Regions from separate parts of the Mus musculus genome. Here regions 2, 3 and 4 are each linked to region 1. The links are chromatin contacts, called in public Hi-C, HiCAR-type and promoter capture Hi-C maps. All regions are on one chromosome and are shown on one strand. The core of a region is the stretch at or near the end of the contact, and the rest is flanking DNA. Distances in the headings are between cores, read along the strand shown. Region 1 holds the start of Stard3nl (STARD3 N-terminal like). Region 2 holds the start of Nkapl (NFKB activating protein-like). Region 3 holds the start of Pgbd1 (piggyBac transposable element derived 1). Region 4 holds the start of Zkscan3 (zinc finger with KRAB and SCAN domains 3).

Region 1 (6,914 bases), core at 2,615-5,114:
ACACCAGAAGAGGGAATCAGATCCCATAATAGATGGTTGTGAGTCACCATGTGGTTGCTGAGGATTGAACTTAGGACCTCTGGAAGAGCAACCAGTGCTCTTAACCACTGAGCCATCTCTTTAGTCCCAATAGTCAAATGTTTAAAGCAGTTCTGCTTTGCTTTCTTTTCTCTGTCAGAGAATCAGGTGGCTCTTCTGACAAAGGACATAGAGGAAACTTAAATAAACATGCTTGGGTATAGAGAAGGGAGAGCTGCCACCCAACCCCAGAGCAAGCATCTCAATAAAGTAGAACAGCCTAAAGCAACTTTAATGTTATCCACACCTAAATGATGTTTAAATCTCTGCTAAACTCAATCCAGTGACCAAAAGGGTTAGAGATAAATTCTGAACTCTGGCAGTAAAAGCAGCCATGACAGGTGAAGTTAGTGGTGGTGGCTGGTGGCTTGCATCAGCAGGGAAATCAAAAACAAAATCAATAAACACAGAACACAGAAAGCTCTCCCACACGAAGGACATCAGCCAGAAACAAAACATGTGGTGGCCACCATCACTCATACATCCAGCTGAGCCTGACTCAGATCCATCTAGGCTCCCAGGCTTGCAATAAAGCTTATGGGCATACCACAAAACAGAAATCCATCAACACACGGACAAAACAGACTGACAAAAACTTTCCAAATTTCCTGAACCAGGTGGGCAAGCGATGTCCTGCTTTTTGCCCTGGATGGAAGAATATTTGGGTCTTGTTGAGCCCCTCCATGCTCCAGATCAGGATCCCACAGAGACAACCATACTGTGACTGATTAGGAGATGCCTCTGTAGTGCTGCTGCTGTTCTCATCATGGCAGTTCACTTTGATAGTACACAAAACTGAAAGCACTTCTCCAAGGCTTGGAATATCTCAAGCTGTATAACTTTTAAGGAAGGCCTGGAGTCTGGGAATGAAGGTCTAGCTTTAAATTTTAGGTTGGTTGTCTGATTTTGCTGGGGCCTCCAGAACACGTTAATTCTACTAGGTGAAAATAAGCCTACTACCACAATTTTTGAGCCAAATTCGAAGCACGTTTTATTAAATACTGGACTGGATAATAGATGCTGGCCAGGTCCATACCAATATTCCCAGAGAGTGGCCATAAGTATGCTAGTCAATTGCTTATAAAGGCAAACCCCACACAGCTACGTATTTCTTGCCTTCAACCAATCAGGGGCAAGCATACATCCTGATATACTTCCTGTCTATGTACTGCTCACATACATGTGATTAAGGACATCCTGTGTAGTTGAGGTAAGCAACCTTGTTTACAGAAGTGAAAACCATGGCTTGTTGTCTTACATGAACCATAGCTCCCAGAACTCCAAGAAGTTATCTGCCCTTGGTCAAGTGGAAGTTTCAGATTAGAGGCATTTTTATTTTATAGATTTCTTAAGTACAGTAATTAAAACTTAAAACATAACTTTGGCCTTCACAATTCCTGGGCCATGTTCTAACACAATATATTTGAGATGAAGAACTCATATCAAGAATATAAGAAAGCCTTAAGGAAAAGGCTGATAACATAATTAAAGAGTTAGCAAAAACTAACTTTTTGAGAGATATTGACAAAAGACATACAAATAATCTTAGTTTATAAACTCATTTTTATGTAGAAAATGCAAGTCAAATCCATGTTATGATACTTATAAATATAGACATGTAAAAGATGAAAAGAAGTATGAAAGATTACAGCTGAAAATATTATCCATCCAAATATTGAGCATCCAGATTTTTTTCCTTGTTTGCGGATGTGGAAATTGATGAAACCAAAAATTTACTAGGAAATGTCTATTCCTGCTAAACATGTATTTATATCCTGAGGCACAGTGAGACATTTCTTATATATCAAGATCAAATGTATAGTTACAGGTACCAATGACAAGGTGCAAGAATATCCATAACAGCATCATTGTAATTACTCCAAACATCCAATTACCTAATGCTGAGCAACAGTAGAATGAACAACATTTGGAATTATAAACAAAACTGAGAATGGATAAATTACTATAACACTTTTACTATGTATTAGTATTACAAATATAGTGATATATTACTTATTTTCCTTATTGTTTAGATAAAATATAAGACAGAAAGCAAGTTCAGGAAAGATATATTGGGCTTATATTTAGGGTACTATCCAACATGGCAGAAAAGGCATGGTGGCCGAAGTGTGGGATACATCTACATATCTGGAAACACATCAACATGAACACAGCTATTCCACTCATTTCTCCATCTTACTTGTTCTGGGACCGCAGAATATGAATGAGGTGGCTTTAGAGTGGGTTTCCCACCTCAATTAACACAAGCTAGAAACTTACACAGACATGCCCAGACATCTGTCTTCTTGATGATTCTCGATCGTGTGAAGCTGATAATCAATACCAGCCATCACAGGTATCAAGAAAAAGGAGCCTTGGAGTAAGTATGTACTTTGTATGTATACAAAAGTCTGAAAGCAGGCAAAACTAATCACGGTGACAGTATTAGGATAGTGTGAGGTGTTTTAATTACTAAGTGGAAGGCGTCTGCATTACAGTAGTCACACAAGTTGCTTCACCTTGTCACCCAAATCATTGTATACAAGAACCCTGAACTTAGTTTGTATATATACACACACCCTAACCCTAACTTTTCTCATGCTCATCAATTTGAAAAAAACAACAACAACAACAAAAGCTTGCATATTATTTCTCTTCCAAAGGGTAGTAAATAGGATTATTTAAACTTTATGGGTGGAAATGAACACTGTAGCAACACTAGGGGCCCTTATCTGAAGACTCTACTACTAGGATTGAAGATGTATGCCTGAGATCTAGTCTGTTCTTTTGTTGTCATCTGCACCATAAGCAGTACTTGGACAGAAGTAGGAAAACACATTCACACATGTTTAAGGTAGCATTTCTCATACTAGCAATTAAAAAAAAAAATCCAAACAAACTGTATGTTTAAGGGCATAGAGATGGCAAGTTATATCATTGGCGCTGAAGACTTTTAGCATTTAAAAAGCAATGAGGCACATTTAAGGCTAGATGAAGAACTGAACTTGAGTGTTAACAAATATTTTCACATGTCAATGCAGGAAGGACCCATCACACAAAGACTGAGCCTTTGATTGGTTTATAAAAACAGTTCTCACCCAACTTGCACTGTTCAAAATTTTGCACGTATATAAATTCACATTTGTAATGTAAACATTATAAAAACGATTAAACTACTTTATAAGAGTATCTATTAAAAATACTATTCTTAATATTATTTTCCTCTAACAGGCTGAGAGTCTTCAGCACTCATAGTGCAATATATTTTATCTTCCTTTGTATTCTTGCATTTAAGGACGTAACTGTACCAGCTATTGGAAAAATCTAAAACATCACTTAGTGCCCAATGTCGTGTATAACAACTAAGTAAATACAGTTAGCCTTAACTATCAGTAAGACAAAGGCATTACTCCTACGTAAGACTGGGCTGATTGAGACTTACGGTCGAGTCCTAGAATAGACAAGTTCTTAGTGGACAGCTGAAACCAAGGGGCCAGGGCCTGAAATCCACTCTCAGAGTTACCCCTCACCGGCTGCAGCCTAAAACCTATCTAAGAGAAGCCTTCCGTAGAATTCTCAGGAAGGTAAAACCCACTAAAAGCCTGCTGTTAGAAGCTGGATACCTTAACAGGCTTTGGAGGCGCGGCTAGTCCTAGGCCCGCCCACTGCCTCCTTTATGAGCCATCTACTGGTCGTCCGAAAACTGACAGTTCTGTAAACCAACCCGCCGTCTCCTCTGCCACTATTCACTTTTCCAGCAAGCCGCAGCGTCTTTGCGTGACCAGCGCGTTGACGTCACGGACAGGGTCCCGCCCTGCAGCCCCGCCCCAGCCCCGCCGGCGGGGACCGCGGAGCCGTGTCTGCAGGCCGGCGGGCGGCTCGCGCCGCGGAGGAGGTAGGCTGTCTTTCCGCGCCCTGCTGGGCAGGTCGTGAAGCCAAATGCCTGAGGTTCCAGGGTTTGCCGGGCTCCCCAGACCTGGCCTTGGCCGTGGGGCCTGTGGGTGCAGCCGCGGAACGCGGCGGAGCGCGGGAGGGAAGCTGGCCCCGGGCCCACACCCACACTCACCGGGAGGCAGGTGGTCCAGCCTCGGCCCCGTGCCTTGCATCCGCATCAAGTCCAAGGTGACATGCGGGTGTAGGCCGGCAGGTACTGTCTGTTACTGGCCTTGTGCCTTCGTCAAGAAAAGCCCTGATGTAACAAAACAAAACGAAAATTAAAGCATGAGTCATGAATGTTCTAGCCATGGTTTCAGCTCTCCGCATTGCCCACTCATCCTGCCTTTAGTTTTTTTTTTTTTTTTTTTTTTAAATCTCAGTAGGGCTCTTTTTCTTCCTCTTTTGGTTGGAACATGGGTGGACACTGTGGAACTTTTCTTAGTGTTCTCTTAGTATGGCAGTTGTAAAGGCATTTGTCTCTGTTCACAGATGGAATCCATCACTTGACCCAGTACTAGTTTGGATAAGGTTAGTAAGGCTGATTGAATGAACACAGTAGCCGTCTGACCTCCCAGGGTACCGAGTTACTATAGCAAGTTCCGTCTGATGTTTTTGTTTAAGGTTCCTAACGGTAAATCCCATCTATGCTTCTTCTGTCCATCATCCACTTATAGAGCAAGATTTGATGACAAAGAGCAGTTTACAGTATTTTTGGCTGCATCTGTGCATAAGTAAAATGCTAGATAATCATGCCCATGAAGGGACAGTGTAGACTGTGCCCCCCCTACATAATATTCACACATATGTAATGTTTTGTATTGTAAGGAAGAATACATTTTTCTTTGAGATCTTCCTGTCTCAAACATGAACCTTTAAAGATTGCATTGTCAAAAGCATTAAAGAAATGGATTTAAAACTGCTCCAAGGACTTACCTTCTCAGGATAGTGATTATCATTTGGATTTAATTATTAGACAGTTTATATGATGCCACATGCTGTTTTAGGTGTTGAAAATTGAGTATTGAACGCTAGATAAGGTTTCTGTCCTCGAGTTCCTTTGATTTTAGTGAAGATAGAATATATGTGCAAATAACAATATGATTTTAGATAGGAATGAATGCTAGAAAATCTGGCAGTAAGGGACATTGGTGTGGCTGTGGTGTGGGATCTGGGAAAATGTCCCTGAAGAGGTGATGCTCTGGATGAGACCTGAATGTTTAGAGTGATTTAGTCAGGGGAGGAGCAGGAAGTGTCCAGTTACAAATGCAGAAGCTGGAAGAGCAGGCACAGTGGGAGGAGAGTCCAGCAGTGCTGTATCCTTAATGGTGGGCTAGTGAGGTGGCTGAGCTGACCTGGGTTGGGCAATGCTGAAGAAGGAACAGGCTTCCTTGTGGAAGTGCGGACTTCAGATACCTTCCGAGGCACTCCTAAACTCTCAGCCGCGTTCTGTTTGTTTTGATTATGAAATCATTAATTGTTTTATATTTTCTCTTTAGAGGTCCTCTTAAGAATGGCTTTCTTTTCCCTAGTACTGTATCCCATAGTAGTTTTTCTTTTAATTGCTGCTGTAGGCAAGACTCAAACCCTCTGCTTATCTTCAGTTCTAGCTTTTATCCCCTTTCTTCCAGCTGTCACTCATTTCCAGGACAGTGTTTACCTACTTTCCATTTGGAAAGCACTGGCAGGCAGTCCTGCTCTGTCCAAACAAGAGCTGAGAAGGTGTAACAGTAGGTAGGTGAGCCTTTCCTATTAGCACTTGCATTTCTAAGGATTACTGTGTCTTTATTTAGTTCCTGCAGTTTTCTGGGCGTGGCACATGCATTCTGTTCTTTCAGACATACTGCAAATACCAAACTTTTCATCAGTGAAGAAAATGTACACTAAGTTCCCTCAGCTAGACTGATGGAGGTTGTTAGCTTTACTCGACTTCACCATGCTTCACCCCTTCTCCCAGAAGCAAGTAGAGGATCTACGGATTGATGTTTCAAATTTGGTTCCTGATGTTGCATTTTGGAACTCATGCGTTGGACCCTTTTGGTGGAGAAGAGGCTCTGGAACTATAGATAGGCAGCAGTTTCTAAAGCGCAACACATAAAATGCCAAATGCTTATTTCCAAATTTGCATGCTAGGCCTTTTTTCTTGTTTCCTTTTGGTTCTATTTCCTTCTCAAATCCCATAGCAAAGAGTGTCTGTATATTTCAAAGTACAGCATATCAGTATCTAGAAACTTAACTCATGTTTTTAACTCACAGAAGACAATTTCAAAGATGGGGCAATGTTTTTCCTTGGACTAAAATAAAGCCCTTTTAGTTTTCTTTTTTTTTTTTCCTTTTTTTCTGAAGAAGTGTATGTCAGCTCTTTACACACACCCTTCCTTTTTATTAGAAGGCTAACTGACTTCCAGTGAATAGTACATATGGCTTGTAAGTGACTCCCAGTACAGAGGTATACACTTACAATACCAACTCTATGCAAATCCCTGGGAGGGGAAATCCCACGGTGTAGACCAGCCTGGGCATAGCAAGACCATGTCTCCTGATAAAAAAATAAGAAGGCAGGATTGTAGCTCAGGGAAAGAATGTCTGAGTTCAATCCCCAGTACCTCTGAAACAATTTTAATTCAAGTTGTAATTTCAGAAATATTTGAAATTTAAAAGTTGTTAACTATTTTCCTAGCCTGATCGTTTTCTTAGATATGAGGTAGTGTGGCATTCGATTTGCTGGGTCTTTGTTTCTGGTAGCAAGTAGAATTTTCCCATGATTGAGGAAGCACTGGGTCAACTCAGTGATGTAATTTTCCTCATGCTACTTTAAAAAGGTAGAAGCCAGTTTATAAACTTTATATGGTTGACGAACCAGTCTAGTATATGGTTGAGAAATAGTGTTGGTTGTCCTAAAT
Region 2 (6,914 bases), core at 1,566-4,065, 2.1 Mb before region 1:
CCTCATGCTAATAACTTCCAAAAGGCCCCACCTCCTAACACCAATACATTGGTGATAAGACTTCAACATGTAAATTTGAAAGAACAAATAATCGGGCCATAAACAGAAGTACAGGCAGAGAAACTGTTATAGACTTATTTTATGTTCATAGGTTTTTGGCAAATGTATACTTGTGTACCAAGTGCAAAGCTGATGCCCACAGAGGTCAGGAAGAGGCACTGGGATCACTGGAATGGGAGCACAGAGCACTGTGAGGCACCACGTAAGTGCTGGGAACTGAACCCAGTTATCTGGTAGAATAACCAGTGCTTTTAAACACTGAACCACTCTCCAGCCCCCGAGTCTAGATTTTTAAAATATTTTTTTCAAATGAAAGATATTATTAGGACATTATGTTCTGTCCCATCTTATTGTTTAGGAGTCCTAGTGTCAGAGCCGAGTGTGGTAACACGTTTATAATCCAAACAGTTGAGAGGTAGAGGTTGGAGGATCAGGAATTCAAGGTCAGCATTGGCTACCTAGAGAATGTGAAGTCAGTCTGGATTACCTGAGACTTTAGACATCTCAACAACAACAACAACAACAACAACAACAACAACAACAACAAAGCAAAACCAGAGGGCTGAAGAAATGGCTCAGCAGTTAAGAGTACTTGATGCTCTTCTGAAAAACCTGAGTTTGGCTCCCAGCACCCACATCAGGCAAGTTGCAACTACCTGTAACTGCAGTTATTGGGACTCCAACATCCTCTTCTGTATATACAAATGGTATGTACTCACACAGATACATATAAATCACTAAAATCCTTTTTAAAAGACAAACAAACAAGAAAACAGGCACAGCTTCAGCAAAACATCATTTCTAAATTCTGACTTACCTTATTTTGGGAGTTTTTCAGATGAGCCCTGCCTGCTACATTGTAGTGCCTGCTTCCATTTTTCAGATTAGGGAACTATTATTTTACGTGAAAGTTTGCTGTTTTAAATTATGGGGTGTAGCCGGGCAATGGTGCACACCTTTAATCCCAGCACTTGGGAGGCAGAGGCAGGCAGATATCTGAGTATGCGGCCAGCCTGATCTACAGAGTGAGTTCCAGAAAAGCCAGGGCTACGCAGAGAAACCCTGTTTCGAAAAAACAAATAAACAAAAACAAAAAAGTTATGGGATGTAAAGTACCTTCAGAAGGTAACTGCAAGTGGCGGATTTCTGAAGAAATGTCCTTAAAGAGAAACCTTGTAAACTAGTGAATCTATGTTTCTGGAGCAGAAGTCTGCGAACATAATGCTCTGGAATTCACTTAGCTCAGAAACTTAAACTCAAACTTTAGTTCCAGAAGTAATTTAGGTTTTGCTTCCAATAGAGAGGAACAGGATTGTTTGCTAAGTCGCCAGCAACTGAACCTTTGGCAAGGCATACTCTAAGCAGTTACCCAACACTCTTTGATGCAGAATCTCATGATTACTTGGGTTTTCTTAGTTGCTGGGACTGCAGATCTGCAGCAGCACCAGGCAGCTGTCAAGTCCCATCGAGGCAGGTAGTTGGAGTAAAGGCAATAGGAATCCTTCACTAACTCAGCAGAAAAGATGGAGACAGGAATGGAAAAGGAATGGTGAGCCATGCGGTGGTAAACATATGACTCTAAGAAAAGATCTAACAAAAATCTAAAGGAAGAGATGTCTGTGTTCCATAGTTCTACTCCACTGGGCAAAACTGAAAGACGCAACCCAAATTTAGATTAAAATCAATAAATTTATTCTTACTGATAGTAAGATGGACTCAATCTTATGACCAAATTGGGAAACATAGAGGGCAATGGGAAGCATAAAGGTGGACATTACAATTATCTCCCTTATATGAAATCCGCAGCTGTGTGGGAAATTTGCTTTGCTCCCTTACACAGAGATAGAGAAAACGGCTCGTCCCTTTTCCCACAGGGAAAGAGGGTTACAAAAGCCAATTATCTCGTATCAGGCGCCCCATTCTTTCGTTCTTATCTCGCAGCAGTAGCTTCATTCTGTGGAGGATGCAGGCTGCTAGGAACTCATGCGAATCAACAGCTATTTTAAGCGATGCCTGGTCCAGAGTTAAGTTTTCTTATCCATCACAGTTCTGCTTATGAAAACCTTTAATCTTGGTGCTTGAGTGGTGCCTAGCAAGTTCCAAGCCAGCATATGCACCACTTAAAAATAAGCAAATAGAAACTTTATATGCCCCAGTACAGGGGAATGCCAAGAAGCGGGAGTGGGTGGGTAGGGGAGCAGGGCGGGGGGAGGGTATAGGGAACTTTCGGGATAGCATTTGAAATTTGAAATGTATATAACGAAAATATTAAAAAAAAAAAAAAAAAAAAAAAAAAAAAAAAAGCAAAGCAAATAGCCTTAAGGTGGTGGCCAGCACTTTTAATCCCAGTACCCGGGATGCAGAGGCCTGTGAATCTCTTGAGTTCCAAGCCAGCGTGGTCTACAGAGGGAGTTTCAGGACAGACAGCCAGGACTACACAGAGAAAACCTGTATCGAAAAAATAAAAAGCACAGCAATACAGACAGACAGCAGGACTCATTAATGATAATTCCTTTTGTTTCCCCTGGGGCTCAAGGTGGGGAATGTAAATAGTGAGAAGTGAAGTGACTGTCCACGCCCCAGAGGTTGAAGAGGGCTCTTGCGCAGGCTCTGGGCTGCTTCCCGCTTCCATCGGAGGCTCAGCGCCACGGTTCGGACTAGGGCTGCACCGGGCTACGCCCCGGAATTGACCCGCCTACAGCCCGCCCGTCTCTAGTGCGCCTGCGCTGTGTGCGGGTTGTGCGGGAGCTGCGTGCTCTCTGTGTTGTGACTTCTGGAATAACCGCCACCGCGGTGGTTGATTGAAGGCGGACCATGTCGCCTGTATCCCGATCTCGCCCTAATGAGGACACTCTGGGCTCTCAGAAACGACGACGTTTCTCGGAGAGCCCACCGTCGGCGTTACAGACTAGCCGATCACCTCGGGGAGGCGGTTTCGGCTCTCTCCTCAGCGGTCCTGAGGGGCTCCAGCCTCCGCGGGGTGCTCAGGGCGTCCGGCCACTGCATCCCATCAGCCGCCCCAGGTCTGGAGAACGACCGCTACCGCTGGGGATCCGTACGCTTGCCTGCTCTTCCTCTCCCATCTGTGGTGGATACCGTTACCACCACAACTATGCGGGAGATCCTTCGTGGGCTGAGGACCAGGAGAAGGAAAAGGAGGAGAGTTATAGGCAAAGGAGGCTGAAGGAAAGAGAGAGGATTGGAGAGCTGGGAGCGCCTGAGGTATGGGGACTGTCACCCAAGATTCCTGAGCCAGATTCTGATGAACATACACCAGCTGAAGATGAGGTGAAGAATCAGAAGAGTAGCAGTTCAGATTTCACCAATGAAGAAAAAAGGACAAAGACCAGTCATTCAACAAAGAAAAAAAGAAAGAAAAAGCCTTCCAAAAGGAAGCATAAAAAATATTATGACAGCAGTTCAGACTGTCATTCTAGCTCTGATAGTGATAAAAAGAAAGTTAAAACCAAGAAGAAAGAGAAGAAAAAGAAACATCGGGCAAAACAGCTCAAGAAGAAGAGGACTAAAAAAGAATACAATGACATAAGCTGCAAAGCTTCAGAAAGGGACTTGCCAGAAGATGCGTGGATGGAACAGTCGATGAGTGCAGAGAGCATGGATTTAATAGGCCCAGAAGCACCTGTGATACACACCTCTCAAGATGAGAAACCTTTGAATTATGGCCATGCTCTGCTTCCTGGTGAAGGTGCAGCAATGGCTGAATATGTAAAAGCCGGGAAGCGTATCCCACGAAGAGGTGAAATTGGGTTGACAAGTGAAGAGATTGCCTCATTTGAATGTTCAGGTTACGTCATGAGTGGTAGCAGGCATCGCCGAATGGAGGCTGTAAGACTGCGTAAAGAGAACCAGATTTACAGTGCTGATGAGAAACGAGCCCTTGCATCCTTTAACCAAGAAGAGAGGCGGAAGAGAGAAAATAAGATCCTAGCCAGCTTTCGAGAAATGGTGTACAGAAAGACAAAAGGGAAAGATGACAAGTGACAACCTGTTTGTTTCACTGTGGGACGTTTAACAACAAAGGCTTTGTATGGCCAAAGTAATAGTAAATGGTTTTACCATTTACCAGTGCTATTGTACCTACTGTGTTAGTAAAAAGCACTTTTTGAGATGTCATTAAAATTTTTTACAAACATTGCAGAAAAATGACTAAAAAGTTGAATGTCACTTCAGTCCATGATTTACCTCCCTAAAAAAAAAAAAAGTCTCTGTATCCTTCCATGGTTTTTGTGCATATACAAGTTTGTATTTTGCAAAATAGAAGTTAGTACTACTAAACTGAAAAGTGCCTAGTCCCCCATCTGCTACGGTGATTTCCCCCTAACCCCGTCAGGAGGATTTTAATTTTTGGAGTCATTTGTCCCCGGACAAAAAGAACGTAAGAGCAATGCCCAAGAAGCTGAACGTTTTGGAACTATTTGGATCCAGTGGGCAGTGTTCTTCTGACTGTAGTTAGCAGACTTGTTTAAGGAGATGGAATTTTGTAACTGGAAAGTCTGGGAAACTGTTTCTAGCAGGATGTTAATACACCTTGAACTTTTTCCCACCATCCTTTTCTATGGCTCTGTTTTCTTTAAAGTGGTTTCCCTTTTAAAACAAAAGAGCTGCCAAATCTCTTGAAAGAACATTTCTTTTTGAAGGGACTGGGCATTTTCCACTTTGAACCAATGCTGTTTCTTCATAAGATGAAAGTAGCACCAAATGCTGTATGTTGTAAAAGTGAGATAGGAGTGCTCTTCATCCGACCCTGGGCCACACTCTCCTCTGTTCCTACTTAGTACCAATGGGGCGATCACTGGCTTGACCCAAATGGTATGCATATATGCAAATGCCAATGGTATACAAGTCTAGTGCTAACAATATTCTGGTAATCTGTTAATATATACTATTCTTGAAATTACTGATATAATAGAACTTTTATAACCACTTTCTGGAAGAGATGAGTTCATTTTGAACATCAGAACCTAGTTTAGTCTGAAAATAGATATAAAAATATGTATATTGTGTTTATCTGCAATCATTAAGAGGTTGAGGTATTTCCTCCTAGAAGCAATATTGAGAATAGTTTCTTCTCTGCCTATATTACTGGAAGTTACTGAAAGCTTTATCCACCACTAACTTAAGGCAATCATACTGAAGTGGGTTTACAGTAGTTTACTTAGGGGGTCATTCACTTTCAGATTTTTATGCATGTTTCTTTCATGTGTCTTCACTGAGTCCTAGTGAAGTATTTATTGTCACTATATCAGAGAAGGATTTTTAAAACAAAATTCTCTGAGAAGCACTGGATTTTCTGAAAGTTCTTCATTAACCACAGTGACCCACCCTGGTAGAGGAGCGAAGAGCTCGTTGGCAGGCAGCCTTGCCCAGTTTCTGAAGCACCAAGTCCATCTTTTCCAATCATGTCTCAACTTCAAGCAGACTATAATAAACATCTCTCAAAGACTGCTCTGCAAATTATCTATTCCCACCACCTCAATACCATCTTATGTTTTCCACTTGTTTCACCACAGTGAGAAAAGTGGTTCCTGGGTAGTTCCTCAAGAGCACCTGCTCTCAGCTACCAGCACCCAGTAGGCCCTCTATAGGCTGTATAGTCCAAGCTCCTCACCACAGTGCCTTATTTGTAGGTCTTCCAAGGTCACTGCCAGAAAGAATATTTCTGACTTGGTATCCTAAACAAATTTTCACTTTAAAATAAATGCCGTTGCCTGGTGAACAGAATAGCTGGCTCATGAGCACAGCAGGGATGGTCAATGTGGATGCTACATAGACAGGTGTGGCTATCGGAAAATGTTAGGCAGAGAAGATAGACAACCAACAAATGCCTGCTGCGGTTTTGAATTTTAAAATGTGTGTGTTTATGACACGTTTGTAAAGAAAAACTTGGCTTTATGGGATGAATCCTGTTTGAAATGGACACAGGGTTTATCCATAAATCAAGAGGGAAAGCAGAAGATCCAGTGTGCTTAAGTCTTCCGAAGGGTAGATTAGAGCCACCTAGAAATAAAAACACATGTAAAGGTGTAGGGGACAAGATGGTTGCAGAGCATGGAAATCTCACCTCCAAGGAAGACCTCATATTGAGCTGCACGTAAGAGCTGAGATAAAAGGACACCTGCATTGAGTGTATAACTTGCTTTAGGTCTCCCCAAGGGCAGCTGAGGAAAACTGGTGGAAGCTGAGCTTCTACGTCAGCACATTCCATTTTTTAGAAACTATACCTCACTATATAGAGTGGTAGACACTTTATTTTTTTCAGTTAACAGTACATCTTGGAAATGTTTCTGTTGGTATAATATAAACCTAATTTTGACATGTTTTTATTGTTTCCATTGTATTGAAGTGTTACTGGATATAATGACTTAATGTCATTAGAAATGAACTCAAACCAAAGAGATGTGTTGATTCTTGAGATGGGGATAAAGAGCAGCCCTGGTGGAGAGACAGCAGGCTGGTGGCCCAGGAAAGAGCAAGGACTGTGGAGACTTTTTCACTCCGTTTCATCAGTTGTGAGCACCAGCCTTGAAACAGATCTTCTCTGTTTAAATATTTATTGAATAAAGGGGAAAGCAGTGTTTTGAATATTGTAAATAAGTGGATAAATCTGTAAGTGGCCCTTAGCCACTGCCACCATAGAATGTATGATCTACTGTGGTCAAACTTGAAAAGGGTTAAATAATTACAAGTTGCAGCACACTGTGAGGGGAAAAGGCTATAAGTCTAAGAAATTGGCTTTTCTGGAACAGTTATTAGTGAAAAGCTTAAAGTCACATGTAAAACCCACGCTTTGGTTTGAGTAGGCACTACCGCGGTCTTTTATAATTCACTGGGTC
Region 3 (6,914 bases), core at 1,795-4,294, 2.0 Mb before region 1:
CTTCTGTACACAGTGGTCCACAGAAACTGGTGGACACACACACACAACTGGTAAAATATTTTTAAGCCCAAAATAAATCTAATAATGCTTAGAAATACACATCCTCAAGGGTCTAACGTAGGTTAACTGAACATTTTCCCTGTTAGGTTCACACAAACACTGGCTTCATATCCACTTTACCTTTGTACCATCAATGAATGCATTTCTGAAAGCTTTTGCTGTTTAACTATAGAACCTACCCTTAGGATTAGCTCATGTCATTTTACATTTCCTGCCCATTTTAACCACAGTATCACAGTGTTTCAAATTATAAATCAAAGTTTTACCTAAACTATGCAAGAGACTTTGAGTCATTTGAGTGAACTGTGTTGAAGTATTCTAAGCAGCGACCTCCTTACTGGGCAGCAACAGTGCCAGTACAGTGACTGCTTGAAGGACACCTTTTTTCATGAATGTCCCATGGGGGGAAATGGGGTTTTCCCCCTTTGATACCAATGATGCAAATTTAAATGCTACTTGTTTTGATATTATTTTGACCATGCAAATCAAATCAGCTCGGAGAGATCATGGCCATCAGGTCATATTGACTGTCTTGCTAGTGATGAAAAGTAATAAGCTTGGAGTCTTCCCAAGCCCAGCACCCGACTGCTAAACATGGCTTATGGTTGGTAATTGCACAGGGTGTACTTCTCAGGGAAAGGGCTTCTTAAGTTATGCCGCTTTGGGAAGAGAAGGGGACCCTTGTACTGACTACAACTTGGTTTCACTACACTTGACTTACAAATAAGCCAAGAACTTAGCAACATAGAAATGCTTATTTTTCTTGTCCGATAGAAAAGGATAGTCAGTCCAAAACAGATCCATGGTAAACCTAGTCAGCTTGCTGCCAGTCATGTCTAAGGAGGGGACAGGCCAAGGACTGCTAGGCACCTAGGTGCAATTCTGACATTAATCTTCTGTTTCATGCCCTTTTTTTTTTTTTTTTTTTTTTTTTTTTTGGTTTTTCGAGACAAGATTTCTCTGTGTAGTCCTGGCTGTCCTGGAACTCACTTTGTAGACCAGGCTGGCCTCGAACTCAGAAATCCGCCTGCCTCTGCCTCCCGAGTGCTGGGATTACAGGCGTGTGCCACCACTCCTGGCTCGTTTCATCCCCTTTTAACCAAACTTTGCTCTGCACAAAATAAGGCCCTCTTCCTTTGTTAAGATTTGACCTAAGATACACTCTAAGCAAAATTGGGGAGAGCTGCACAAAGGGACTGGCTGAACTGAGAAGAACCTCTCTTGGACCTTTTGCCCACACTTTGCATGTGATAGTTGCAACTTCAGCAGTCATATGGCCTTAAAAACTGATGGCATGGACCAAGGTTAGGTCCTCAACACCACCCAAAATAACAGTGTTAGCGTGTGATCAGTCTCCTTCATGTTTAACTCCGATCCACACCAAACGTGCATGTAACAGGCATTGTAACCCTTGTAATTCCTAAGCCTCAGAAGAAACACAGTCTTAGAACATGCTTTACATCTCTACTGTGGAACATCCTTTTATGCATCACTGTTTGTGTGAAAGTGATGTTCCTTTTCTGGCCTTTCTCTTAGCTTCTCCTTTTACTTCCAAACAGCATGGCCCTTAAAAATTAGAGAACTATCAAAATTTTAAATGCACATTATTCTTCGTCAGTTTGTGTGTGTAATATTTACTCAACAAATATATTTAAAGCAACATAAAAACATAATTATTGATAGTGTAAAGAGAATACTTTTCTATGGAAATAATGATATTGACAGTATTGTAAACAGTCTGTAAAGTGTTAATAAAGTTTCAAAGTAATTTTTGAATAAAATTAAAGCTATAAAAAGAAAGTAAAGATTTTTAAATGGTGTTTCCTACAGCATTACTTAATAAAGAATATAACTAAACCTGCATTATTGAGGATAGTTAAGTAAATTATTGTACCCTATACAACGGAATATTGTTGGGATGTTTATGCTTATGGGTCTGGGAGAGGCTCGGTTGGTAAAATGCCTATGACAGTGGTAGGGATGGTAGTATAGAGCTATAATCCCCCTGGGGGTGGGGGATCCCCAGAGCTTGCTGGCAGCCAATGTAGCTGCATCAGTGAGCCCCAAGATTCAGTAAGAGACCTTGTCTAAAAAATAAAGTTGAAGAGTTATAGAGAAAAGCCTCAGGAATCGACCTCTGGCCTCCATACCCACATGCACATGTGGATGTTCATAAACACTCAAAACAACAATATTTTTCAGCTGCTATAGAAAAAGGATTGCTGTCTTAGCCAAATAATAAAGTGCAAACTTACATTTTGATTTCCGTAAGTGCTTCAAAAGCTATTATTCTCGATGAACAAAACGTTCCCAAATGTCCTGAGAATTTATAAGACATCTCTAGGAAGGTTGTGGTGGTAGATCCGCCAGTAAGTGCTTGCCAACACACCTGAGTTCAATCCTTGAGACCCACAAAGCAAGAGAGCTCCAAGTTGTCATATGATCTCCCAGTCGAATACACAGGAAGTAAATATGGTTAACTTTTGAATTCAAGCTACCTGGGATTTTGCACGCATATAAAATCTGTATACTCACCTTAGGGCTTTGTTGGGTATTTACCCAACTGACTGTCCGCACAAGACCCTGTAAAGGCCAACTCAGCTTTGTCTTTATGGAAGACAGTCTAGGAAAATTTTTCTTTTGTGGTGCTGGGGACCGAACCCAGTAAGTATGTCAAGCAAGAGCGCTCCCTCAGGTACATCCTACAGGGTTTTTTGGTTTTTTTTTTTTTTTTTTTTGTTGTTGTTGTTGTTGAAATGATTTACGGAAATGAGCGCGTGTTTGGTTTCTTCGAAACTACCAGGAGAGGTGCGGGTCAGGAAAACCACGACCTGGCTCCACCGGTGCACCAGAGATTGTCACCAGGCTTCTAAGGAGCACAACGCTTGCCGGAAGTTGCCAGTGAGTCTCCAGCTCCAACTACAGGAAGTGCCCCCTCGGTGCCCAGCTCCGTCTGCAGGAAGTGCCCCCTGTCCTTCATCCCTTTGGACTCCTTCCCGCCGACCTTCATCGTCGCGGGCTCGGAGACTAACAGCAAGAACCGCCAGGCTGTGGCGCTCTGGCCTCTTGGCTCTGGTCGCAGGCTTTTTTCATGAGCTTCGGCACATCCTCACGTCCTCGTAGCACACGTTCCCTAAACTTTTAAGCAGCAAATAGACACCCTTAGCTGCTGGGCGCTGGCGTATATAATTTTAGCGTAGATCTGGGCAGGTTAGAGCCCTGGCGAAGGCACTACAGGTACATCTATTACGTTCGTCCGGTCTTTGTTGGGTATCAGGTACGTGCTGCGATTCTAGTTTATGTAGAGGTCTGCCAGGAGCAGGGGTGGCTGTGCAGTGATCTGCAATAGAAGCTGGAGAACGGAGTACGTGCACCCAGAGGTGCACACCCGGTTGCCACCTGTGTGGCTCAGTTTTCCCATTCCTATTTTAGGTTCGAGGGTAGCCACGATAGATTATGCAGGTACAGAGCAGGTCTTGTGTCAGTAGGAATTTACATTGGAAGGATAGACCAATACAGAGCAGGAAAAAAAACTGTCACCCTGAATTCGAGGAACTGGGAAGTCCATGGTTTTTTTAGTAGGTAGGAACTAACTTCTTTTATTCTAGGATTAACTTTACTCATGGAAAATAATTAGGTGCTTAATATACTTGGTGGTAAACTAAACGGGAGACGCAGGTAAGATTGGATTCTGGGAGTTTGAAGTTAGCCCAAGGAGAAGTTTCTGATGGTTGCCATGGTTTTGTACGTGCGTGTGCGTGTGCGTGTGCGTGTGTGTGTGTGTGTGTAATGGCAGTCTGACCTCAAAGGACGCTAGAAGTTTGTCCTCACCAGCAAGCAAGCAAAGTTTCCTCTCTGAACACCGTTTGCAGCTCTCTAATTCGGTGCAGATGGATGGTTCCTATATGCTGTGTATACAAGACACAAGACTGGTTCCCACTTTCAACATCAGTTCTAAGTTCCACTTTATTTTACCTATGCTTCTGACCCACTGGCTGGAAATCAGGGTTTTTACTAACTGCTCCCAGAGCTCAGATCCCACAGAACTCAGGAAACATGCTTACTGACGTGTTACAAAGCGTATTGCAAAGGATTCAGGTGAAGCAGGGATAGATATCCCTGTGTTTACGAATAAGGGGTGTGGTACTTCTATGCCCTCTGTGGAGGCATCAGTCTCCAACTGTTTGGAAGCTCCACATCCTGCCTTTTGAATTTTGATGGAGACATTATTATATAGACCTAGTTAATTGAATAACTGTTCGGTGGTCATCCATTTAACTTACAGCTTATCCCATCCAAAGGAGTTTTATTTTGTTTTGTTTTGTTTGTTTTTAAAGCAACATGGCTCTAAGAACACCCACACTATTATGTAACCACCACAATGAATTGAGATCTGCAAGCTAACTCAGGGGTTATTCCTGGATAGTAAACATTTCTAGATGCTATAGAAGAGCTACTGTATTCCTGGATTAATTTAGAAAACCACAAATGACAGCATTTTAGCATTGCTGTTCTTCACTTAAAATATTTTATACATCTTTCACATTAGTACATGTGCTGTTCCTTTTCATTTGTATTTAATAAATACATGTTCTGCCAGTGTATAATTCTTATATACTTTCATAGCTGGCCTCTTACTAATGAACTTCCAGCACTGTAAAATTATCCTTTATTTACCTGATTTAATTGTCTCCAAGGCTTATTACCTCAATCTGCTAACTTAGGCCTTGTCCTGAACATTTCTAGCTTCCATACAACCTAATCTAGGTCTAGAATGTTTTCAGCCTCTGAGACTTGCTGCTAACTAAGCTTACTCTTTCTAGTTCATTCTGATCTCTAGCTGGTTGGCCAATTCAGCTGTTCTGACTCAAATTCCTCCCCATGCCAACTGATTCAATCTGGCTTCTCTCCTCTTCTGAATTGCTCGGTTTGGCCTCATAATCACTTTGAAAATTTGTTCTAATATTTTGGCTCCTTCTCTGACTTGCTCTGTCTTCACCTGTGTCTAGCTTGTTCTGTCTTTAACCTGTCTCTGTAAAGCTCTCATGGTAAAATTGCCTCTCTCATTTTTCTCTCTGTGGGCACTGCTTTCTTAAGTAGCTTCCCTTTTCTCTCTCTTCTCATGAGAGTTGGGCAGATCTTATTCTGTCAAGTCTTTCTCTAATTCCTCACTTTGTCTGCCTCTCAATTTAGATATCACTGTTTGTTTGTTTGTAGAACATTAATTTAATATTTTCAACTGTTAATATTCAACAAACAGAATAGTTATTAAGATATATTTCCTTGTTATGTCTCCCTTTTCATTTCTGATTTTATTAATTTGGATACTGTCTCTGTGCCCTCTGGTTAGTCTGGCTAAAAGTTTATCTATCTTGTTGATTTTCTCAAAGAACCAGCTCCTGGTTTTGTTGATTCTTTGCATAGTTCTTTTTGTTTCTATTTGGTTGATTTCAGCCCCAAGTTTGATTATTTCCTGCCATCTACTCCTCCTGGGTGTACCTGCTTCCTTTTGTTCTAAAGCCTTCAGGTGTGCTGTCAAGCTCTTAGTGTAAGCTCTCTGCAGTATCTTTTTGGAGGCACTCAGAGCTATGAGTTTTCCTCTTACCACTGATTTCATTGTGTCCCATAAGTTATGGTATGGTGTGTCTTCATTTTCATTAAGTTCTAGAAAGTCTTTAATTTCTTTCTTTATTTCTTCTTTGACCAAGGTATCATTGAGTAGAGCGTTGTTCAGCTTCCATGTGCATGTGTGCTTTCCGTTGCTTTTGTTGGTATTCAAGACCAGCCTCAGTCCATGGTGATCTGATAGTGTGCATGGGATTATCTCAATCTTCTTGTATCTGTTGAGGCCTGCTTTGCAACCAATTATATGGTCAATTTTGGAGAAGGTACCATGAGGTCTTGATTTAGGATAACATGTTCTGTAGATATCTGTTAGATTCATTTGGTTCATAGCTTCTGCTAATTTTACTGTGCTTCTGTTCAGTTTCTGTTTCCATGATCTGTCCTTTGTTGAGAGTGGGGTGTTGAAGTCTCCCGCTCTTATTGTGTGGGGTGTGATGTATGCTTTGAGTTTTTGTAAAGTTTCTTTTATGAATGTGGGTGCCCTTGCATTTGGAGCATAGATGTTTAGAATTGAGAGTTCATCTTGGTAGATTTTTTTTCTTTGACCAGTATGAAGTGTCCTTCCTTATCCCTTTTGATAACTTTTTGTAGGAAGTTAATTTTATTCAATATTAGAATGGCTACTCCAGCTTGTTTCTTGGGACCATTTGCTTGGAAAAATGTTTTCCAGCCTTTTACTCTGACATAGCGCCTGCCTTTGTCACTGAGGTGTGTTTCCTGTATGCAGCAAAATGCTGGGTCCTGTTTATGTATCCAGTCTGTTAGTCTATGTCTTTTGGGGGGAATTTAGTCCATTGATGTAAAGAAATATTAAGGAACAGTGATTGTTACTTACTGTTATTTTTGTTGTTAAAGGTGGAATCATGTTTGTGCAGCTATCTTCTTTTGGATTTGTTGAAAGATTACTTTCTTGCTTTTTCTAGAGTGTAGTTTCCCTCTTTGTGTTGGTGTTTTCCATTTATTATCCTTTGTTGGGCTGGATTTATGGAAAGACAGTGTTTAAATTTGGTATGGAATACCTTGGATTCTCTGTCTATGGTAATTGAGAGTTTTGCTGGGTATAGTAGCCTGGGCTGGCATTTGTGCTCTCTTAGGGTCTGTATGAGATCTGCCCAGGATCTTCTAGCTTTCATAGTCTCTGGTGAGAATTCAGATGTAATTCTGATAGGTCAGCCTTTATATGTTACTTGACCTTTTTCTCTTACTCCTCTTAATTTTCTTTCTTTGTT
Region 4 (6,914 bases), core at 2,214-4,713, 2.0 Mb before region 1:
TAAAAAGTAACAGTTTAATTATGTAAATACCTGATATACATCTACAATATTTTCACATTATTTCTTAGACCGTATGACCTTGTACTACTTATTTTTATGAATTTCTTTTTGATATCCTAGGCTGGCCTCAAACTCAATATGTAGCTCAATTTAAGATGACCCTAAATTTCTGCATTATCTCCCAAGTACTGGGATTACAAGCAATATCACCACACTCTGTGGAACTGAGGACTGCAATCAGGGCTCTGCACACATTAAGGATGAACTCTACCCGCTGAGCCACATTTTAAGCCTCTGTATTTATTGGTTAAATTTTTCTAGTAATAGGGAATGGAGAGATGACTCAAGAGCTAAGAGGGTTGCTACTCTAGCCTAAGCCCTGGGTTTGATTCTCAGCACCTACATAGCAGCTCACAGCCACCTGTAACTCCAGTTCCAGGAGATCCAGTATTCCTTTCTGGCTTTCTCCAGTGCCACACGTTCACATGGTGGATTGACGTTGATGCAGACAAAATACTCATACATGTAAAAAAATACAGTGAAAGTAAAAAAGGAGTCTAATTTCCAGTGAGCTTTGCCATTCAGGTGCTCATCATTTTTTCCTAAAGAACTGTTTTCAGTGTGATGTGTGTGTGATCTCAATACTGCATATGGAAGAGAATGAAAGCAGATCCTTATTCTGATCCTGTACAAAAGCCAACCCTAAATGAATCAGACCTTATTGGAAGATCTTTAACGCTGAAACTCTTAGAAGGAAAAGTAGGAGAAAAGCTTCAGAGGCAGGATGACTGTGAGGATGACGCCAGTCTTCCAGGAAATACATGCCAACTGCTAACAAATGCTGTCTAAAGAAATTAAGAACACTGACTGCTTTTCCAGAGGTCCTGAGTTCAAGTCTCTGCAATCACATGGTGTAATAGGATCTGATGCCCTCTTCTGGTTCGTCTGAGGACAGTGGTGGTGGTGGTGGTGGTGGTGGTGGTGGTGTGTGTGTGTGTGTGTGTGTGTGTGTAATCTTTTTTTTTTTAAAGGAGGAAAGGAAGAAATTAAAATGTGTCTGTATAGCAAAGGAAATAATTGAGGAGAAAGACAGCCTAGAATGAGAGAAAATCTTTATTAACTGGACCATATGATCCAGTTATACCACTGCTGAACATTATCCAAATGACTCCAGGTAAACATAACACAGTGATAATTACATATCAATGTTTATTACATCACTATTCACAATAGCTAAGTTCTTAGACTAAACTAGCCATCCATTCAACAGAGAAATAGGTTTAAAATGTGATAGATAGATAGATAGATAGATAGATAGAATTTTTCAGCTGTAAAGAAAAAGTTATATCAAAAGTTATAGGAGATGAATATAATTGGTGATAATCGTACTAAGCAAATGAATTCACATTCAGAAAGACAAATATTGCATGCTTTCATTTGTAGTTCCTAGATTTCATATAGATAAATAAGACCACGCGTACTTATGACACAAAAATAGAAGCAATGCTGTCTATAGTAGTGCTTTCAACCTGTGGGTCATGACCTCTTTGGGACCTCTTTCACCAAGTTCACATATCAGATATACTACATATCACATATTTATATTATGATTCATAACATCTAAGTTACAGCTATGAAGTAGCAATGAGAATAATTCTGTGGCTGGGATCACCACAACATGATGTCTCTTTGTGTGTGTGAACCACTGGGTTTAATTGTGTTTACTTGCATGACCATGAGTGGGGCTGTTTTGTTTTGTGAGGATGGCTCTCACCCTGTAATCCAGAACTCCAAGCTGGCCTGGAACTTGGAGCTGTAACTTGAAGTGGCTCTTCCTCCTCAGCTTCCCACATGCTGGGATCATAGGAATGAGCCAATTTCTCTGGCTTTCAACTATCTATCCTTAATAAATAAAGCCTTTCTGTTTCTGTTGAGGTCTCTTTTATATTTTCTTGCTACTGTAATGATTATCTTTTAAGGTGATGTTTTCTTATTTGTGTTTGTTATAAAAATGTAACTATCAATATCAATTTTGAAATTTTAGTAGCTTTGCTAAATTTGCTAATTATAAGTTGAAGATTAAATTATCTTGGCTTTTTCTATAAAGGGCATTCAGAATGGTCCTGAAAACTGTTATATGTTGCCGGGCGTGGTGGCGCATGACTTTAATCCCAGCACTCTGGAAGCAGAGGCAGGCAGATTTCTGAGTTTGAGGCCAGCCTGGTGTACAGAGTGAGTTCCAGGACATCCAGAGCTACACAGAGAAACCCTGTCTCGGAAAACAAAAACAAAAACAAAAACAAAAATACTGTTATATATTTATAATTAATAGTTTAATTTCCTCTCACTTTTATTTTCCCTTTTCATGCAGTTTCTAAACAAACATTTTCTTATGCATTTCCCTAGGGCTTCTTTATGACGATAGAGAACATATAATTTTCCTTTTTCTTGACATCACAGAGATTTCAGGAAGGCTATATAGGAGCTCATTCTTTTGCTATCTTCCCTTAGTTGTCCTTGGAAAAAACAAATTTTGAAAGTCTCTTGGTGCTAGAGTCATCTTTCCTGGATAATGTAGCTACCACCTGTGATCCAAGATGCTTTTCTTTATAAAGAATAGAGACCATCACTAAAAACCCAATTGGATACAGAACAAAGACTGACAGATCATGGTGGTCCCAACCCCAACAGATACATCCACATCATGTCTCCTGCATCTATGGCTCAGAGGACATGGAGGAAGAGGAGGCAAAAAAAAAATTGTAAGAAATCTAGGATGTCAGCTGTGAAACAGCCTCCAAGAAATGGCTGCATACACAAGACTGAAACAATTGCAGTATCAATAGACAATATCAATATCAATGGAAGGGGGTAAAATTTCACAGGGTGCCACCCCAAACCAAAGAACTACTGGCAACTATTGACTGCTGGGAAATGGAGAATTAGTCTCTCCCTAAGATGAGCCCTCTTATTAGCTGTCCAATGCAGTCTTGAAACCTTGAAATCATATGCACACAAATAACATATAAAAACAAAAACTTAGCCAGTGGAATATGTACATATATAGATACAGATATCTCTATATCTGTATAGATATAGATATATACTTGTTCATGCACATACATATATACAACATATATACATATACACAAACACACATGAATGTAGCAATAACAAAGAAAAGAGGCTATCAGCTTGAGAGTGAGAGGGTAGGAGAAAAGACTAGGGGGAGGAAGGAAAGTGATGTAATTCTACTTCAGTTAAAATTTTTTTCTTTTTAAAAGTCTTTTTACGAGGCAACCAAGAGGACGGAAAAAACTGGAGGAAGTAAAGGGAGGAGAGAAAATGTTGCATTGCTACTTCAGCTAAAAGAATTTCTTTTTAAAAGTCTTTTTACGAAGCAACCACTAAGAGGAGGGAGAAGGGGGGGATCATAGAGTGTCGCTGGTGCCTAGAGAAGCCGGAAGTGCTCTGTGCCCCGCCCCCCGGGGTCGGACTTTCGACACTTTTGTGACTGCGGGGTGCTACGAGGTGCTGCGTTCGCGGGTGGGTTTGGGTCCCGTCCTGTTACCGTCCTCCCGCAGGGGTCGGCTGCTTGTGGGGGTTGGGGGTGGGACAAAACATCTTCCTCCGCGGCCTAGTGGCGCCGAGAAGATAAACTCGGTGGCCACTTGGGCCGAGCGCCCGACAGGGCCTCGGGCGCCTCGCCTCAGGCCGGTTCCGGGTGTCTGGTCAGTCTCAGGGCGTTTGGCGATGGGATTCTCGGGTCTTGTACTTAAGCTTTGAAAATGGGAGACGTCACAGTTTTGCTTTTCCTGGAGACAAGGTCAGTTCCAAGGTCTTTATTCTGGGGTACTGGAAGAGAGCCAGAACTTTGGAATCGGGTTGCTTGGTCGAATCTGGCCTCAGCTCCTTTGTGACTTCTCCCCCCAGTCCCTTAACCTTTCTGTGTTTTGCTATTTTAGGGGATAATGATGTCGCCTAACTTACTGGATTGTTGTGAGGAATAAATGGCTTCATTTGTGCAAAGGTGCTTAAAATAGTACCAGGCACGGGGTAATCTGCACAGTGTAAAGATAGCTGTTATTATTCCTGTTGCTTTTCCTAACTAGGACAGCACTTTCTCTTCATCGATCAGCCTTGGTACTGGCTGTTGTCTTTTGAATGTTAGTACTATTTATCAGTTCTCTTTATAATGAATGATTTCTGTATTTTAGGAGGGAAAATAGAACATTCTGGAAAAGAGCCTATCCCACAGCAAAGAGTAAAAGTGGTTTGTGTAGTGTCTTGTAATGGTCAGGCTCACAGAGGTTTAAAATCCTGGGGATGCCTTTTTTTTTTTTTTTTTTTTTTTTTGGTGGGAGGAGGAGCTTGAGAAACAGGAGGAGCGTCTAACCGCGAAGGATTAGGACCCTGTTGTAAGCAGACATTGCTGCCGACCTGCCAGCTTTCTGACCCTCAGCGAGATTCCTCTCCAGTGTGAGAACCACACGGACGGCTGATAGTTAGAAGTGATGATAGGTAGATTGGCGATAGATTAGAGATAAGTCGATCTGATCCTGAGTTCCCACTAACACCCTTTGTTCTTTTTGCAGGTTTTTAAAGCTAATATTGACCATACACAGTTTGCCATGGTCATTGAGTTGATGCCTCTTGTGGTCTTTGAAAGTCCTTTCATCTTCCTTCTTTTTCTTAAGGAATTGGATCTTTAACCTCCTGAGGGTATACAGGGATCCCTGAAGCATTCTTTTCTCTATTTGTAACTTAACAAAAAACAAAAACAAAAACAAAACCCTTGTCTTTGGTTTACTTATTTGGCAAACGCCTGTGTTGGTAAACAGTCTTCTGATCCTGTACCTTTGTACTCTGCCCAGCTGGTGAGACTCCAGATAGGCAAGCTGACAAAACGTGAGTGTGTGAAGCCGTTATTAAGAATGTATCAGTGTTCATTTTTCTAGCCTCAGCTCTACTCTTCTTCCTTGATCCCAACAAAATGCTTTGGCCTGTACTCAGGAAAGAAAGAAGATAAGGTTTTGTTTACTATTTAAAATGACATTAGTAAAGATTTGAATGTGAATCAGAGAGAAACTCCATCTCACCTGCAGTAGTAGGCCCACCATTCAGCCATAAATCTTATAGTCCTCTTCAGTCATGCTTTTCCTGCCTTTCCCCCATCCGTCCTTACCAGCCTCCCTTTTCCTTCCTTTTCCTGCTCTCCTTCCCCTGTCTTTCTTTCATTCTTTTTACAGCTAACTAGAGGCCAAGACAACAGATCCCTTCATCTGCAGGTACAGCAATGTGCTATAAAGTAGGAGCTTTAATTTAGACATACTATCATGAACAGAATTGATAGTAATTCCTTAATATTGCATTCATGCTTTCCTGATTGACCCAAAAGTATCTTTTTACAGTTAGAGCATACTATATTTAAACTACATAGTACGTATAGAATTGCTGTCCCTTGTAATCTATGATAGTCCACCTTCCTTTTGCTTCCTCTTTAAAAATAACATTTATTTGTGGAAGAACTTGGGTTTTCAATATTCTCACATCAGTTGCTTTATTCTACTGATACTTTGAGGGGGGGGGAGAGGATCTTCTCTTTAGCTTCTTAGTTCTCAAACTTGGCTGCACTTTGGATCACACACTAAGTTCTCAGGTACTGAGGCCTGTGACCCACCCCCAGAGGCTAGTTCAATTCTCCTTGACTGTCCAACTATTAGGAGGCTTTCGAAGCTTCCCAGTGGTTCTCTTGCATACTATAACTTTAATCTTTTAATTTGTTCTTGTGTTTTTTCCTGTACATGAGTTCATGGATATAGAGGCTTGATTAAATTTAGGTTTACTTATTTGACTAAAATTATATTATTTCAGCTCTCTTGTGGCAGCTAATTAGGAAGTATTTCTGGATTCTTCGTAAGAGTTCACCCAGGTGTGATGGTTCACAGCAGGACTCTCCACTCTTGGGAGCTGAGGCAGGAAGATTGCCGAGAGGAAAAAGAAAAAACAATGAATGAGTTGAGGTTCCTGAACTTCTGTCAGCCGTGTTATCTCATAAATCATAGGAAATTGGAGTGAGAAATAGAAATTCAAGTGGGCACAGACTTGGAACTGTCTTTTCCCTTAGTAATTCTAGCTTACCTGTTCCCATCTCATTTCACTGAGTAAAGAGGGATGACCTGCCGTCTCAGTGTACCCACAGAACTTTGCAGTCAGTCCTAGTTTAAAATCTAGTTTGAATCCTGATTCAAAGGAATCAGCTCTTCTGTCCCTTTTAGGTTGCCTAGGTCTCACAGCTTCTGGGAAGCTGTGAATAACTGAGGCATTGACTACTTAAGATGTGACATTTCCAAGGTCATACATCTGATAGAGATAGGGAAAGAGCATTTGTATGTAAATGTTGTCTTATTGCGGTGGCTATGTTCTGCCTTGGGTGGGATTCTCAGCCAGCCTTCTCTGTCATGGACTATGCCAACTTTGGCTGCCTTGTGAGGCACATTGGGCAGCTACTGAATGCCCATTTAACACTTAGAGCTTTTAAGGTTACACAGTGAAGGAAAGGGAGGGTGCTTCCTTTACTCGTTCTGTATGGGTCAGAGAACTGCAGTACATCTGCCCATCCATCTGCTGTCGGTTGTCCAACCATGGAAATAAGCTTGCCTGCCTGTGTACTCTGGAGGCAGGCTTTGTCCTTACCTTCTTACCAGGTAACTCCCTTCTCTGGTTTAAGTTTTCTATAAGCTTATAACACCAAGATGTATCAGCCTGTTTTCCAGTTTTGAAGTTTACATTTGTGTGAGTTGTATGTTTGTGTTCCAATGTTTGTACATGTGTCTATACTGGTACATGCACACATGTGTGAACATGGAAGCCAGAGATCTGTACTAAATGTCTTCTATTGCTTTCCACCTTTA

The links. Promoter capture Hi-C pulls out the DNA fragments that hold promoters and counts their contacts. A called contact is a pair of places that touch in the nucleus more often than the background predicts. HiCAR-type assays count read pairs that join an accessible place to other places.
Region 2: a contact with region 1 is called in a HiCAR-type map of astrocytes, with 2.8 times the contacts expected there. The contact joins the promoter of Nkapl here to the promoter of Stard3nl in region 1. A contact is called at or near these places in 1 of 39 promoter capture datasets (pre-B cells) and 1 of 115 datasets of contacts at active chromatin or transcription factors (astrocytes).
Region 3: a contact with region 1 is called in a promoter capture Hi-C map of cranial neural crest. The contact joins the promoter of Pgbd1 here to the promoter of Stard3nl in region 1. A contact is called at or near these places in 2 of 39 promoter capture datasets (cranial neural crest and pre-B cells).
Region 4: a contact with region 1 is called in a Hi-C map of muscle stem cells, with 2.8 times the contacts expected there. The contact joins the promoter of Zkscan3 here to the promoter of Stard3nl in region 1. A contact is called at or near these places in 4 of 39 promoter capture datasets (cranial neural crest, liver, pre-B cells and 1 more) and 1 of 484 Hi-C or Micro-C datasets (muscle stem cells).

Annotation. Positions count from the first base shown.
Region 1 is chr13:19,392,763-19,399,676 of GRCm38.p6, reverse strand. Stard3nl (STARD3 N-terminal like) reads left to right here and starts at 3,864. Exons shown (of 9, transcript NM_024270.3): 1 at 3,864-3,973. It overlaps Gm40827 (a long non-coding RNA gene), which reads right to left and starts at 3,830. Exons shown (of 2, transcript XR_873152.2): 1 at 1-3,830.
Region 2 is chr13:21,464,402-21,471,315 of GRCm38.p6, reverse strand. Nkapl (NFKB activating protein-like) reads left to right here and starts at 2,815. Exons shown (of 1, transcript NM_025719.3): 1 at 2,815-4,269. The coding sequence starts at 2,875. The coding sequence ends at 4,062.
Region 3 is chr13:21,437,183-21,444,096 of GRCm38.p6, reverse strand. It overlaps Pgbd1 (piggyBac transposable element derived 1), which reads left to right and starts at 3,044. Exons shown (of 5, transcript NM_001162920.1): 1 at 3,044-3,337. Zscan26 (zinc finger and SCAN domain containing 26) reads left to right here. Exons shown (of 6, transcript NM_001347491.1): 6 at 1-1,917. 4930470G03Rik (RIKEN cDNA 4930470G03 gene) reads right to left here and starts at 3,626. Exons shown (of 4, transcript NR_151504.1): 1 at 2,596-3,626; 2 at 2,316-2,461; 3 at 1-26.
Region 4 is chr13:21,399,304-21,406,217 of GRCm38.p6, reverse strand. Zkscan3 (zinc finger with KRAB and SCAN domains 3) reads left to right here and starts at 3,463. Exons shown (of 6, transcript NM_001145778.2): 1 at 3,463-3,546.